2 separate regions of the Triticum aestivum genome follow, and region 2 is linked to region 1. Evidence: chromatin contacts called from public Hi-C data. All regions are on one chromosome and are shown on one strand. Each heading gives the region's core, a stretch centred on a gene start, on an enhancer-like site or on the middle of the called end of the contact. The rest is flanking DNA. Distances are from core to core; before and after follow the strand shown.

What was found. A called contact is a pair of places that touch in the nucleus more often than the background predicts.
Region 2: a Hi-C map of leaf shows a contact between it and region 1, with 4 times the contacts expected there. The contact joins the promoter of LOC123039534 here to the enhancer-like site in region 1. A contact is called at or near these places in 3 of 5 Hi-C or Micro-C datasets (leaf and an unstated tissue).

The regions. Positions count from the first base shown.
Region 1 is chr1A:111,015,421-111,018,120 of IWGSC CS RefSeq v2.1, reverse strand. No RefSeq gene overlaps it. Among protein-coding and RNA genes, the nearest start is that of LOC123104901, 19 kb to the right of the region's middle. Within about 2 kb of position 1,425, at least 1 of the 8 cell types and tissues checked has an H3K27ac peak or open chromatin away from gene starts, as enhancers often do. A contact at or near this core is called in leaf, where this site is marked.
Region 2 is chr1A:111,119,792-111,122,491 of IWGSC CS RefSeq v2.1, reverse strand. It overlaps LOC123039534 (probable serine/threonine-protein kinase PBL12), which reads right to left and starts at 1,264. Exons shown (of 3, transcript XM_044462664.1): 1 at 549-1,264; 2 at 164-436. The coding sequence starts at 986.

The DNA of each region.
Region 1 (2,700 bases), core at 176-2,675:
TGTGGTGGGAGGTGGGAATGCGAGACGGCAGGAGCTGTAATGCGCTCGTCAGAGCGATTTGAATGATCAAAGGAGGGTGATGTGTCTCTGCTAGTGGGGCCACCTGCGGGCGAAGGGCGGTTGTCACGGCGATCAACCAAAGATGGACGCGGCGATTAGGGAGCCAGCCTAACAGGGGAAGTGGGAGCGTTAACCTTGCCCCCAAACCTGCAATTGGCCTGAATGTGGCCGAAGCGCTTGCAGCCATTGCAACGGATTCTACTGGTCCACTTGGGCCGAAGGTGGCCCGAAGTAAGGCAACGGATGCAGAAATCAGCACGATTGCAATGGGCCTCAGGAGAGCTGCTCAAAGGCTCAGAAATTTGAATAGCCGACGATCCGGCCCTGCCTAAAGCAATGTTATTGAGAGAAGTTAATATCATAGTTAAGGTAGGCCTTGACTGCATTAAACGCTCGCAAGCAGGAAGAACGCACGGATTACGTTCTTCGGAGGTGTGGTCAACGGAGGAAAAGATTCGAGGAGTTTGAACCGCAACAGCATAGGACCTACGATCATTTGATCAATCAACCAAGGTCCATTCTTGGTCCAATTCTTGCGTGTACAAATGATACTCTTTACGGAAATCCGGACCACCACGTCCCCAGAGAAAGAAGCCCATGTTGAAAAGATCATTCGCATAATTTCTCCCTTTGATAATCGCAAAACCAACTTCCTTAGAGGAAATACTAAATTTGAATGATCAATTCTGAAGACAGGAGACCTTGAAGCAGGAAGCATGCCCACCAAAGCAAGATCGAAGAATGAGACTAACCAATTAACTGTTGATACGGAGCTTAGATCTGCAGACCTCCACCACAGGAAAGAATTCCCGATGGCTGTCACCCTCAACGTGATTAATTGGTACTCCGAACTGCTTCCAGATGTAGGCCTCAAAAGCCAGGCTTGGTTCAAACTTGAGATCCGAGAAAGCCATGGGGGCAAGACAATGAAGCCTGGGCGAAGGAGATGCTTGGCCGACAGTGCCAAAGTGGCCGCTGTCGGGAGATGGTGGCCGCCACGGCTGGAGTGGCCAGCGGCACAGGAGAGGCTAGGCCCTATCACTTTCAGTAGTAATAGCCTCCAATTTTAAAGTTATTTCTTTCTAACACGATATCCACTGGCAGTGGCAGTGCAGAAGGAGAAGGTTAGTCACACAGCCGCTTCCTCAGCTTTGAGCATTCACACGTTCGCCTCGTCTCGTATGAACCGAATATGAGAGCGAAATTCCACAAGTGAATGAGAAAACCCTTATTCGACCCGGAAATTGGAAGCTGGTGTTGAGTGAGTCACAATTTTTTTTCCCTTTCTCATATACGTGAGGCTGACCCGGCGTACAACGACGGGTGGAAAACGTGAGGTTGCTTGAAGCGGGGGCGTATGCCTGCCCGTGTTGACGTTAGTGAGCTGTGATTGGCGCTTCAATCAAAATAACTATAGTGACAAGTGCTCGCTCAGGCCACAGGAAAACTCCACGTATACCAGCCAGTTAAACGTTTCAGTGAATGGTCGCCGTCAAAGTGTGAAAGCCAATTAAATGGAGTAAGGCTGGTTGACAGTGGAAGCTGCTTGCAAAGCTGGTAAAGCCGTTGGCTCGAACTGGTATCTGAAAGCTAGTAGAACAGCAGCAAACGGCAAAAAGGAATCCGATCCCACGTCAAAGCGATTGCTACGCCCGGCAGGTTATGGAGTTTATTTCTTTTGACCCTACCATGAACACACGTGCTAGTGTGTTACACAGGTTGATCCTACCATGGAGATCGAGTAAAGTTGAGTGGCCAGGATAGTGGTAGCATAGCTAAATTTACTCGTTAAGAAGGTAGAGCCATGACTTGGTTTGGTTCAGGACCTTCGGTTGCTATGGAGCTAGCTAAGATTGATTGTAAGGATCTCGTGAGTTTAGTAATACAGTATTTCACCCTGAAAAAAAAGTTGAGTGGCCAGACCGACAGGTTGGACGCAGAGATTATGCATTGCACGCTTTGTCTGAACTGAACCGTCCTACGTGCACAGTACTGTGTTTTCAAAAGTAAAATTTACAGGTCTAGGTGGGAAAGTATCCTTTTGAGCTCGAGCTCATTTGAGCCTGGATGAACAGTAAATTCATAAAAAATCAAAAAATCTGAATTTTTTGTGGTATACTTTGACAAATGTGCTAACTGTTCACAAATTTTCATCATGTGAGATCACATTTGTGGAAGGCATGGCAAAAAAAAAATCAGTGTTCTGAAATGCTTTCAAAAGTAGTATTTTCAGAACATCGTTTTTGTTTTCTTTTATCATGCCTTCCTCGAATGTGACCTCATAATGAAAATTTGCAAGCACTTAATTTTTTTTTTGTTAAACTTCATCATAAAAAAATTAGAATTTTTAAACTTTTTTATTTTATTTTTATTTTATTGTTCATGCGCGCTCATTTGAGCCCGAGCTCAAATACTCCACGTCCGTCTAGGAGCAGCAAACATCTTGTCCCGTGCTCCAGATGCACTTGCATTATGATGTTCGTCTGTGACAGCTCTGCTTACCAAGAGAATTAATAAGCAAGCTGGTTATGATCTTAGAGTTTAGATCTCCTGTTTGCTAACCACAACACAGCCTACCTGTCGTGTTTATCAGTTGACGTTTCGGGCCACTGTTTCCTTTGTTTTTCAGTTGGCCTGCCG
Region 2 (2,700 bases), core at 15-2,514, 100 kb before region 1:
GTCCCAATCATGGCGCCGCTGGCTTTTCCAGCGAAGCCAGCAAACATGTTTGAAACGGGTGCCAGACTTTGACATTCAGCCGTCCACAGGTGGATCTATCGACAACTCGTGGTCAAGGCTAGAAAATGGTGAGATGGTTCGATTGATCGTGCAGTTGACTCACCGAGTCGAGCAAGATGTTGGACGCCTTGAGGTCGCGGAAGATGACCGGCGTGTCGGCGCCGTGGAGGAAGGCGAGGCCCTTGGCGGCGCCGACGGCGATCTTCATCCTCGTCATCCACGGCATGGGGCCGTCGATGCTTCTGAAGAGGTGCTTCTCCAGGCTGGCGGTGCCCATGTACTCGTAGGCCAGCATCCGGTGCTCCTCCTCGTAGCAGTACCCGACGAGCTTCACCAGGTTCCTGTGCCTCAGTTGCCCAAGGAAGAACACCTCCGCCTGCAGAATCAATCATGGAGAAGTTAGTTGGCGCAATAATGGAGGTATTTTATTCGACAGCTCATGCATCCGTACGTGCAACAACAATGGTGGAGTCAGTGGGTCGACTTACCAGCCACTCGTTATGGCCCTGCGAGCTGGAGTCGAGGTCGAGGTACTTGACGGCGACCGTCTGCGCCTCCAGGCCCGGCCGGAGCTCAGCGGCGAGCTGGCCCTTATACACGGGCCCGAAGCCGCCGCAGCCGAGGTACCTGGAGCGGGAGAAGCCGGCGGTGGCCGCCCTGAGCTCGGCGTAGGTGAAGGCGTGCAGGTTGGAGCCGGAGAGCGTCAGCGAGAGGTCCTCCGGCGTCAGCGTGCCCGTCGACCCCAGGCTGGACAGGGAGAGCCGGGACGCCGTCGACGCGGACGACGACGGCAGCAGCGTCCTCCGCTCCCCTCTCCTCCGCCTCGGCGTGGAAGACGGCGACGGCCCTTCGTCGTCGGTGGCCGCCCCCGCCGCCGCGCCTCCGACGCAGCAGAACATAGACCTCCACGGCTGCGCTGAAGCCATCGGTGATACGATACCTGCTCCGCGGCGATCGAAGATGGACCGCGCAATGCAAGAATCGAAGAGCTGACAACGATCTTGGCGATGCAGATTGGTTGGTTTCTTGGTCGAGCTGTGAGGGGCTGGGGAGTTGAAGAGGAGATGGGAGAGAAGAGACTGGTTGACGACGAAGCATCGGTGGGCGACGGCGGGTATATATAATGGCCGTGGTGGTGGAACGGAACGGAACGGAATCGTGGTGTTGGCTTGCCTTGACCCTGTCGCGGGGCACGAAGCCGCGGCGCGCGGGCAGTAGCAAACAAGAAGCAGACGAGTCGTTGAGCTTCCGGGGGCTTGACTATTCCCGCCTTCCTTCCTCTTCCCCTCGTACGGAACGGGCGAGCAAGGGAGATGCCACGGGAGACCGGTAATCTGGAATCTGGTGCGAGGGCGCATCACACCGCTTTACGTGCGTGACGCTGACCCGGCGCGCGACGGGACGGGTGGAAAACGTGAGGTTGCTTGAAGCAGGGGCCATATGCGCGCTCCGTGTCGATGCTGGCCGTGATTGACCGATTGGCGATGCAAATTAACTAGTGGCAGGTGTCAGACCACGTGAAAACCCAACATATGCCGATCAGGCAGCCGGTTGAATGTTTTAGTAGTACGAGAGAAGATAATTGCCTCTTCTGGCTACGTCCATGTTCTTCTGCTAGTAAAATGGTTTTTTCCCTAAGGTGCGTAACCCACAAACCATCTCACATTATCGACCTATCTCGTTATGCCTGGTTCTGTACAAATTGGCTGTCAAGGTCATCATCAATAGGATGCGGGATTTCATGGATGAGCTCATTAACGAGGAGCAAAGCGCTTTCGTCCTCGGACGCCTCATTACTGACAATGTTTTGGTTGCGTTCGAAAGCATTCATGCCAGGCGGCGAAGGAGGAAGGGGAAGAATTACTCTTGCGCAATCAAACTTGATATGATGAAAACTTACGACCGAGTTGAATGGAGTTATTTGGAAGCTATACTATCCAAGATTGGTTTTGGCGCAGACCTTGTCAGACTTGTTATGAAGTGTGTAACATCAGTGTGTTTCTCAGTACGAGTTAATGGAGAACTATTGCCTTTCTTCAACCCATCTCGGGGTTTGCGGCAGGGCTGCCCGATGTCGCCATTTCTTTTTCTACTCTGTGCAGAAGGATTTTCTTCCTTGCTCAAACATTATGGCACAGTGGATAGAGGGATTCGAGTCAACTATCACGCCCCTTGGGTAAACCATCTGCTCTTCGCAGATGATAGCCTCATGTTCAGAAAGGCTGATGCTGAGAGTGCGAACAGATTGAATGCGATTTTGCGCATCTATGGTAGTGCCTCTGGTCAGTGTGTCAATAGAGAGAAGAGTGCCATCTTCTTCAGTCCAAACACCCCACTTGATCAACGACAGCTTATCAAAACCACCCTTGATGTACATGCTGAAACTTTTAGCGAGCATTACCTTGGTCTCCCAACAGCCGTGGGCAGGATCACCAGCGGCACATTCGAACATATAAGGGAAAGATCAAGAAGTTGCATGCAGGGATGGTCAGAGAGATTGTTTGCGTGTGCGGGAAGGGAAACTCTGATTAAATCCATCGCGCAAGCCATCCCCACATTTAGCATGAGTGTGTTTCTGCTGACAAAGAAAGTATGCAAGAGCTTAACGACTTGCATGGCCAAGTTCTGATGGAGTAGCTC